Linked DNA regions of Mus musculus: regions 2 and 3 are each linked to region 1. A link is a contact called in public Hi-C and HiChIP or PLAC-seq data. All regions are on one chromosome and are shown on one strand. The core of a region is the stretch at or near the end of the contact, and the rest is flanking DNA. Distances in the headings are between cores, read along the strand shown. Region 1 holds the start of 4933406J09Rik (RIKEN cDNA 4933406J09 gene). Region 2 overlaps 4933406J09Rik (RIKEN cDNA 4933406J09 gene). Region 3 has its middle 40 kb from the start of Gm17089.

What was found. Hi-C and Micro-C count contacts between places; a contact is called where the count stands out from the background. HiChIP or PLAC-seq counts read pairs in DNA pulled down with a chosen protein or histone mark.
Region 2: a contact with region 1 is called in an H3K27ac HiChIP or PLAC-seq map of embryonic stem cells, with 5 read pairs. The contact joins the enhancer-like site here to the promoter of 4933406J09Rik in region 1. A contact is called at or near these places in 2 of 39 promoter capture datasets (embryonic stem cells and hippocampal neurons), 5 of 484 Hi-C or Micro-C datasets (the STO cell line, embryonic stem cells, group 2 innate lymphoid cells and 2 more), 1 of 115 datasets of contacts at active chromatin or transcription factors (embryonic stem cells) and 4 of 9 other capture datasets (adipose tissue, embryonic stem cells, liver and 1 more).
Region 3: a Hi-C map of pro-B cells shows a contact between it and region 1, with 1.9 times the contacts expected there. The contact joins the enhancer-like site here to the promoter of 4933406J09Rik in region 1. A contact is called at or near these places in 4 of 39 promoter capture datasets (the SN4741 cell line, hematopoietic stem and progenitor cells, liver and 1 more), 14 of 484 Hi-C or Micro-C datasets (the G1E-ER4 cell line, embryonic fibroblasts, embryonic stem cells and 2 more), 2 of 115 datasets of contacts at active chromatin or transcription factors (both in embryonic stem cells) and 2 of 9 other capture datasets (embryonic stem cells and pancreatic islet).

The regions. Positions count from the first base shown.
Region 1 is chr6:134,402,118-134,405,474 of GRCm38.p6, reverse strand. 4933406J09Rik (RIKEN cDNA 4933406J09 gene) reads left to right here and starts at 2,060. Exons shown (of 9, transcript NR_153848.1): 1 at 2,060-2,610. All of the region lies in intron 2 of Bcl2l14 (BCL2-like 14 (apoptosis facilitator)), which reads right to left.
Region 2 is chr6:134,328,744-134,331,738 of GRCm38.p6, reverse strand. All of the region lies in intron 3 of 4933406J09Rik (RIKEN cDNA 4933406J09 gene), which reads left to right. Among named protein-coding and RNA genes, the nearest start is that of Bcl2l14, 66 kb to the left of the region's middle. Within about 2 kb of position 1,273, at least 19 of the 459 cell types and tissues checked have an H3K27ac peak or open chromatin away from gene starts, as enhancers often do. A contact at or near this core is called in embryonic stem cells, where this site is marked.
Region 3 is chr6:134,286,708-134,289,923 of GRCm38.p6, reverse strand. No RefSeq gene overlaps it. Among named protein-coding and RNA genes, the nearest start is that of Gm17089, 40 kb to the right of the region's middle. Within about 2 kb of position 1,418, at least 11 of the 459 cell types and tissues checked have an H3K27ac peak or open chromatin away from gene starts, as enhancers often do. A contact at or near this core is called in pro-B cells, where this site is marked.

The DNA.
Region 1 (3,357 bases), core at 811-3,310:
TGTTAAGATGTGATGTAAACTCTTGACTCTTGTGGGTTTATGTTGTTTTTCCTTTTTCTTTTCTTCTTTTTATTTACTTATTTATCTTTTTGTTTTTTGTTTTTTGTTTTTTTGTTTTTTTAAATAGGGTTTCTCTGTGAATGTAGCTTTGGCTGACCTGGAACTCATTCTGTAGACCAGGCTGACCTCAAACTCACAGAGATCCAGCTGCCCCTGCCTCTCAAGTGCTGGGATCAAAGGTGTGTGCCACCACAACCAGTTCCTTTTAGTTTTTTGTGATGAGGTCTTGCTATGTAGCTCCACTGGCTTTGAACTTGTGATCTTCCTGCTTCCGTTTCCTGATGCGCATCCCCAAATCTGGCTCAGACACAGGGTTTTTCACTACTCAATTCTCCTGGAATCTGTGTAGTGCATGTTTCTCGAAACTAATTTTTCTTTGGTTAGTTATATCTTTTAGTATGGAAGAACCCAGAAAGAGAATGTGGGAGGGATGCCTCCCCACCCCCATACTTGTCAGTAAATCCAAAATTGTGTTTGAGGCTGAGCAGTGATGGTGTTGCTGGTGCAGTAAGAGGCAAGGCCAGAGCCAGAAGCATTGAACTTCCATCAGGGTCGTCCAGGCACAGAGGCGGGATAGAATTGTGGTGGATTTAGCTATCCCCAACTTCCTTTGAGGACTCCACAATTAAGAACATCTCAGACTTGACGCTAATATCACCTCTTCCTCTACCGGAAGCCATGAGGGCAAATGTTGGTCTACACCTGACTGACAATGAGTCTGTGTCTACTCTAGGAGAGGCAATGAGAAACTTGGAGAAAGCGAACATCCATCTTGTCGAATTTATGGTCATCAAGAGAGACTTCTCGACCTAGTCGGTCATCAACTTTAAAAATAAACAGAAGCATGTTTTCATAGTCTCGGGCTGCAGAGAGGTGTCATTACAATAGCTGGGATTTTTTGGAGTCACTTCTTCTTCTTCTTCTTCTTCTTCTTCTTCTTCTTCTTCTTCTTCTTCTTCTTCTTCTTCTTCTTCTTCTCCTCCTCCTCCTCCTCCTCCTCCTCCTCCTCCTCCTCCTCCTCCTCCTTCTTCTTCTTCTTCTTCTTCTTCTTCTTCTCCTTCTTCTTAAAACTCAGCTGTGTAGAGAGTGTTTATAGTTATGCCCAACTTACAGATAAGAAAACCGAGGCACCGAATTGCTTAAGGTGACATATGCGGCTAAGCTGAGGTTGAAGAGAGCCCAGGCTGTCTGTCTATAGAGCCCAGACCCTGACTATCTTTCCTGTCACTATTTAGATGTCTTTGATTAACTCTTTGTCTTCTTATCTAGAACCAGGATCATTGCCACTTGACTCTGGAGCAGAAAAATACTACACTGTCTGAAACAGGTAAAAGCCTGGTGATATCTCCTCAGTGGGTGGTTGGGAGTTTGGAAACCGTCTGGTTCCTAGAGGCCTGACCCTTGCGTGCTCTAGATTCGTCCACATTGCAAGTCTATGGAGATGCAAGTTAATGTGTAGAAAATGAGGGTAATGTAAACACAATACCTCCCATGAAAACGAGAACCGGTTCCTGCAGAATGCGTTCCTTTGTTGTCCTGCAGAGAGCAGCTTTTCCAGTTTGTCCTGTTTGTACATCATCTCAGCAGTCCTTATCTGACTATAAATGCTTAGTGTTAGAAGGTCTCCTTCAAACCGGAGAGAATATTGTATTGGTTTCGGTTCGGTGTTACAGAAGGCATTTGAAATAAGCTCTTTTTAATGTGTCAGTCAAGCCAAATACATTTATTTTTACACTTTCACACGAGTGTACAACATATTGTGGTCATAGTCTTACCCTATTACCGTTCTCCCTCACGCTTGTATTGACTTTCTTCTTCCCATGCCTTTTTTAGCCCCACGAGGGCTGCTTGTGTGATCATGGCTATGGGGTGGGTCATTTAATTAAAGCAGGGGCAACTTACCAGTGGCTACACCACTGAAGAAATGGCACCCTCACCCCAGCAACTGTTAACTGCCACTAGCTCCTTGGCAGGGTGGGGTGGGGTGGGTGGACGCCTCAGGAGCCTCCCCTATCCACGGTGGAATGTTGAAGGGACCAATCTGACACCAGTTCTTTACAACATATGATTTTACTTTAAATTAATTTAACCCTTAGTTAAATCATTTAAGTTCTTTGGCTTTCAGCCCCACCGAATCTTCACCTTGGACTATAGGCTTGGTTGCCTGAGGCACATTTGGATGCATTGGAGTCATTTCTGTTACTCATTGTGCCTCTGACTGGATGAGGGATGCGAAGGAGGTGAAGTTTGGTGTCCTCCGTGGCTCATGTGCTTGAACATTCGTGCCCAGTAGGTGGCGCTGTTTTTCGAAGGTTAAGAAATCCTTAGAAGGATTCAGGTCGGGCCTTGGGCCTCTATTTCCTACAGGAGCTTTCTGTTTCCTGATCTGTGAAGATGTGAACAAGCCGCATGACAAGCTGGAGAGGCGATCCTCTGTTACAGAAAAGAGCCAGCTGAGCAAGGTGTGGGGAACAAGGCAGTTTCTCAGGTCTCCGCTTCAGTTTCTGCCTCCAGATCCCTTCCTTGGCTTTCCTCAGCGATCAGGTCATGGTAAGTCAAATTAACCCTTTCTTCTCTAGGCTGCTCTTGGTCATGCCGGCTTTATCGCAGCCATAGAAAATAAACCAAGAATGGGTTACTGTCGAGAGGTGTTGGAGGAGCGGGCTGACCTTCACAGTGTTGGGGAGTTGGCAGTTCAGAAGCCTCACACTAAACAACTGAGTTATTAGAGGATAGTTATATGGAGGATGAGTGAGTTTCGTGTGTTCTGTGAGGAGGGCTGGGGCTAGCTCAGCGGCAGAGTGCCTGCCTAGTGTATCTGAGACACTGAGTTCAACTCTTACACCACCCAGAGAACAAAATCCCAGAGTTAGGGAAGAACATTTGCAATGCATGTTCTATAACTAGGGGTCAAAGGTCTCAGGATGTGCACGGGGATGAGTTGGACAATGACAAAACAGGTATAGATGTAAAACTCCTCGGGTGGCTTCTCATTGCTACCCAGAGTGTGATGTGTGCAGGTGTGGAATAAGAACCATTGGCTTGCACTGGCTTGGGTGTCTGAGTGTGGGCAACAAGTCCAACATTCTGTGAAAAATGCCTCACCCCTGACTGTGAATAACCAGCAAATATACAGTGGGAGGTTTGAAATTCACCTTTGAGCACTGTCCTCGAATCTGTTTGACATTTTTTTTATGATTGACTTGGGTAGTGATGAATTCACAGATGATGGGAAGAGGAGTTTGGGGAGGGATATGGACCACAGAGTCAGGTGAGAGTTCTAGATGTGAGCCTTGG
Region 2 (2,995 bases), core at 24-2,523, 73 kb after region 1:
GCTCCCTGAGGATCTAGAGACAGTGGTTTCTGGGGGAGGAAAATGAAGTTGCCTTCAGTGTTGTAGACACTGGTAAATTGTCCATGATCCTTTAAATAGCTCCTTACCTGTGCTCATGTGAGAAACCTTAACAGAAGTCATCATACACACACACACACACACACACACACACACACACACACACACTCACTCATGCATAGGGAAGGGGGGAGGAAGGTAGCTAGTTGGGAAGAGGAGGGGGTCAGGAGGAGTAGGAGGGGGAACATAGGGGTCAATGGGGGTGAATATGGTGAATATATACATGTGTGTGGATGTCATAATGAAACTCACCATTATATAAAACTATTCTCAGCTCATAAAAGTTTTAAAAATAAAGTTTCAAATTTTATGTGGATGAAGTTGTCTGTATTTTTCTTTTAGTCATTTTTTTGCCTGTGGATCATTTCTTTAATTTATTTATTGAATGTGCCTATGGTGTATGTGGGTGAGTGTGTACATACAGAGAGGCCAGAGGACTACTCTCCTCCGTATTTCCTTGAGACAGGATCTCTCATTGAACCTGGGGCTAGTCTAGCAGTAGGAAGCCTCAGCGATAATCCTCCTGTCTCTGCCCACTATAGTGCTGGGTTACATTGTACTCCTGGCCATGAGTGGCTTTTTATGTGGGTTCTGGGGATTTGAACTCAGTCCTCAAGTAAGTGGTCTTATGCAGTGAGCTGTCTCCCCAGGCTCTAGTTGGTGCCACTAATGAAAGCTTCTTAGGTGTTGGTTAACCCAGGGCAGAAGAGGTTTACTTCATCATTTTCCTCTAAAGGTTTTATAGCTTGTGCTCTTTTGTTCGGCTTCTGGTTTATAGAGTTAGTTTGTGTGCACTAAACTGTGTGAGGATAAAGTTGCTACTAACTGAGTTGTACCTTGCTCCCAAACTTTGTATGTTGAAACTGTAGTCAACCCTGGAGTGGCAGTGTCTGGAGATGGGGAGTCATTAGGGTGAGGCCCTATCAGATGAGATGAGAGACGGGGCTTTCTTTCTTCCTACACTCTTCCACGTGAGAACACAGGAAGAGGACCCTCATCAGAATCCACCTTCCTGACGTGAGACTCTCAGCCTCCTGAACTGCAAGGAAATAAATGTCAATTGCTTAAGCCCACAACTCTATGTTGTTTGGTTGGAGCCGTCCGAGCCAACCAACAGAGTCCAGCTCCCTTCCTTTGTATATCACATGTACCAGCAACATTTCTATGTTGCCCGGCCTAGCAGCGCTTGCTCAAAGTACTATTCTTACCCATTGAAATGTCTTGGCTCTCATCACTGTTAAAAACTAGCTCAGAACTGAGAATAGACTCTGTCCAACTCATCTGTGAACAGAGGAGTAACAGTGAAATAAATACCACTACTCTCCTCCCCAGTTTAATCAGCAGACCAGAACATTCTAGAAGTTTGAGCGTAGCTTTGCCCCTACTGGGCGTGAAGTGTTGATTCACCCATTCTTTGCAAGCAGCGGTAGTACCTCAATGTGTTCACCTTTATTTCTACTGGCAGGATTAATGGAGGAGTGCCAGGCACACAACGGGTGAGCCCTAGGGGAAGGGAGTCCTATTGTCCTGGGTTCAGCCTGGCACCAGTGTCAGGTGGGAAGGGGGAGAAAAGCTTGTGAAAGCACATGTGTAGAAGTAAGTGCTTGTTAGTAACAATTCCAGCTATAAATCTACGGATCTGCACAGAAATCTAAGCCTCAATCAAGAAAGAAAGGTTTCTCTATGCAGGTTCTTCTCCTCATAGCCCATGGCCAGGTTTAATTTCTGCTCCACACCAGCGCTGAAAGAGAGAGGGAAGGGGCGGGGAGGCAACAACAAAAACCCCTTTGCTCTAGGAAGCTCGCACAATGGCTTCATTGATTTAAGAGCAGTTAGTTCAACTTGCTCTACCTTGCTGCAAGGGGGAAAAAAAACAAAGCCTCCTAGGAAAGCAGGGCTTGTGGGAAAAGGTGTGACTCTTCCAAAGAGCCTTCCTTTGTCTCTGTGGATGGTCCTCCACAGAGCTTCGGTTGTGCATCCAGCAGGGTGCAGAGGTGAGAGTTGAGCCAGGCAAAGTTATCAATGCAGCCCATGGCTCGGAATGACCCAGAAAAAGCATCTCTAAGGAAAAAAAAAAGGTGAGACAGCAAGATGTCTGTGTGGCAGTGTGCCTCTATACCCTTCAGGTTCCAAGGATGCCACTGTCGCTCAGAGACAGGGAGAAGAAACCATCCCTCCTGTCTATTTCTTCTCTTTGGACTGGCCAAGAGCCAGAACCAGATAGGCAGATGCTAGTATAATAGGGTGCCTGTTACTAGGTATCCCAAGAGAGGGGAGCCCCAAAGTGGGCCTTCCGTTTACATGTCCAGAGCCCATATAAAATTTTCACACATTTTCCCCAGTGCCTGAGTGAAGTAGACATGTTTCAGGTTTTCAGATGTGACCCTGCATCATCACCTGTAAAGAGACATCCAGGAGAACTGCAGTGGGGGGAGCAGAAGTACACACTGGTGGAGTCCATTGGATAATTCTGAGGATGTGTGTCTGTCTGTGGCTTAGCACTTAGCCTGGTAAACATCAATGAATGTGAGCTTATTGAAAAAGTCACTGAGTACCTACTGTGTGCCAGTACCACACAGTACCACTCCCAACATCCACTCTTAGGGTCAATGTCCAAGGTCCTAAACTTCATGAGTAATGTAAGGATTCCAATTCAAGTTGCTTTCTGTTGTGCTTTATTTATATTTAAGGAATTGATAAAGTTAGTGAAGATGAATGCTACTCTTTTTATGAATTGCTTTGTAGTAGTCAGTGTGGGGTCAAGACTAGGAAGTTTGGGACCAAAAGAGAGGTGTTCAGCTCCTGTGTCTGAGCCTTGTGAACTGTGACCTTCAGCAAGGCAGTCAGCTTTTCTGTGTCCTACAAAGGCCTGTGATAGTGATGGTAGCTCTTTTACTGGGTTATAAATTTTTACAAG
Region 3 (3,216 bases), core at 169-2,668, 110 kb after region 1:
TTACATGTTTTAATGGATGTAAACAAAATGTTACCTATTGATAGGATATGGTGTGGTAATTTGATCTAAGTTTATAATGTGTAATGTTTAAATCAGGGTAATTAACATTGTCTCTTAGCATTTTGGAGTGAACTTTCAAATTCTTTTAGTTTCAAATAAAATAGCAAAATAAATCACTACCTACTATACACTATATCCATCCTAGTGTATCATAGAATATTCAAATGTATTCATTGTATCTCACTGTACTTTGGTACTTGCTGCTAACCTCTCTCCATCATCCCTCCCCAGCACTCCTCCTGGTCTACCCTCTACTCTGAAATCAGTGTGCATGCAGCACTTAACTCTCCAAGTCTATCTTTCTTTCCTTAGTATAACGTCCTGTAGCCCATTCACCGATACTGGCATTTCATTCTCCTTTCATATTATGAAGTGGAGCAACTATAACACTAGTAAACCTTCTATCTCAAGTTTTAATCAAATGAAAATGTTCTTTCCTATTCCATTATGTACATGTATCATAAACTCTTTATATTTACCACCTTGTGACAGACAGATTAATAAATTCCACATGCTGGACATTGTAAATACATAATTCTTTTGTTGTTGTTGTTGGTGGTGGTGGTGGTGGTAGAGGTGGTGATAGTGGTGGTGGTGATGTGTAGACATGTGTATACAGGTGTGTTTACTGGTGTGTGTGTGTCCTCTTTTATTGTCTACCTTAGTTTTGAGATAGAGTCTCTCAGCAAGCTCCTTGAATCTACTTATCTCTGCCTCTTTAGCACTGGGATTACAGGGGCGTTCGGCCATGCCTGGGTTTTAGATGGCACTGGTGGTCTGCACAAGGTTCTTACACTCCTGCAGCAATCTTGCTTTATCCACCAAGCCATCTCCCTTCCCCAGTGAATGATGTGCTCACGATCCCTCTTCTTTGAGGGCATTTCTCAGCTCTCAGAGCAGTCAAGCAGAACGACATCAAGTCATCCACAGTGCAGCCTTTGCAGACTTAAGAAAATGAGGAAGAATGGAAAGCAACGGGCCAGAACCCAATTAATCACCCTAGGGAGACAAGATAGTCCCCAAAGTAAGTAGCCATTGAGTTCATCTTTATCGGCAACAATTTGGGGACTAACTATAGTTGGAAGTGTAGTTTCTGCATGTGAGATTAAAAAAATGTCTTCTGTTGATGCATGTAGTAGTTTGAATAGGTTTGGCCCCCATAGACTCGTGTGTTTGAATGCTTGGCCCACGGGGAGTGTTGCTTTTTAGATATGTGGCCTTCTTGGAGGAGGTGTGGTCTTGTTGGAGGAAGTGTGTCACTGTTGGGGTGGGCTTTGAGGTTTCGTATGCTCAGGCTCCACCCAGTGTGGAATGAGAGCCTCCTCTTAGTTGCCTGAGGAAGACAGTCTCCTCTTTGTTGCCTTCGGATCACGATGTAGAACTCTCAGGTTCTCCAGCATCATGTCTGGCTGAAGGCCGCCATGCTTCCTGCTCTGATGATAATGGATTAAACCTCTGGAACTGTAAGGCAGCCCCAGTTAAATGTTTTCTTTTCTAAGAGTTGCTTTGGTCATGGTGTCTTAAGACAACCAGCCCTAAGACAATGCATTTTCATGGAGTGTCCAGGACACCAGGAAGCACTGTAGGAAAGGCCTGGCTGCTTCCTTCAGAAGTGGTGCATACACATTTTGGCAAAGGACTTCCAGGTACAGTGCCTCACCCACACAGCATACCCCACTCCAGTCCCTAGTCATTATCCCATCATGGCACTGAGGATAGAGGAGCAGGTGTGGAGAGCTTTCAAAGTCTCAGTACACTTTAAAAAACTGAAATAGATAAACACAACTTAAACAAAAACAAAAACAAAAACAAAAACAGAATCTTGCAACGTAACTCAGGCTAGCATCAAACTCACAGTTTTCCTGCCTCAGCCTCCTGAGTGCTGAGATTATAAGCATGGCCATCCATACACAGAAAACTGAAATTTTGAGTGGAAACATGTGGTTCTAATTTTGAATTTCACCCATTCAACCCTGAATTTTTAAACACCAACTTTTCAAATGTTAGGTGTTCTCTTAATGCATTTTCTGTTGCTGTAACAGAAAACCCAAGACCGGGGGCTTCATAAAGAAATGAGGTTTGTTTAGTTTACGGTTTTGGAGGCTGAAAAAGTCAAGAGTTAGTGGCAACATCTTTCAAGGGCTTTGCGTTGTATCCAAAGACAGCAGGGAAGGAGCAGAAGTCCAGAGGGTACGCACAGCAGACTGGCACCAGGGATGGCTTTGATTTAGGATGGCCTGCTAGAGTCAACAAATCAAGTCACCCAAGAATGAGAACTCATGGCCACAGGAGAGGATTAATCTAGACTTAAGGGCTCTCTCTACCTCTGTGATCTAAACATAGTCCAAGGCTCCTCCTAACACTGCCTCACGAAGGAATTGAGCCTCTATGTGGGCTTTGGTGGGAGTGAACAGCACTCTAACTGTGGCAGAGGCCAGTTGTGGATTACATAGAAAGACTTAATGATGTTTCACCTATGTAGGCCAGGGAATGACCTTAAAGAGATGCCCCTCAAGAGAAATCTGTTTATATTGGTTCATTCAGTCTAATAAATATTTATTGAGTCATTAAGAGCAGGTCCAAGACTTAATGAGATATTTTGGCTTTGTTGGCTATGGTCTAAAATTTATAAAAGGAAGAAATTACTTACAGGGCACTAAAAAGACTGATCAAAGGATATTCCAACTTCATTTCAGAATAAATAAAACCAAGTCACTTGCCTTTCAAAGTACAACCAAATCTTGTTGGTTTATGATATGATATTTGACTCATTGAGATTTTACAATGGGGACACAATTTCCCACCTCTGGCTCCATACTTCTGAAAGACCTGGAACCTAAGCAAAACTTGTTATTCTATAAACAGAAAAAAAGGGTCGAGATCTTGGTTAACCTCCAATGCCTTCTTTAATAGACATCTACTATGCATTTTTTTCCATCTCAGGGGCTAAAGGAGTTAGGAAGCATCACTTGTTTGTATAGAAGGCTCACAGCTAATAGATAATCGGATCCTTTTCCCCAAGGGAAGGATTGTAGGGAGCACCAGGGTGAGATGGTGAACTGCTGGGGCAGGGGAATGAGCAGATGGAGTTTCAAAGCAAAACTGACCTAGCTATGAATTTGCATACGACCAGTTCTTTCCTGAAGCTTCAAATCT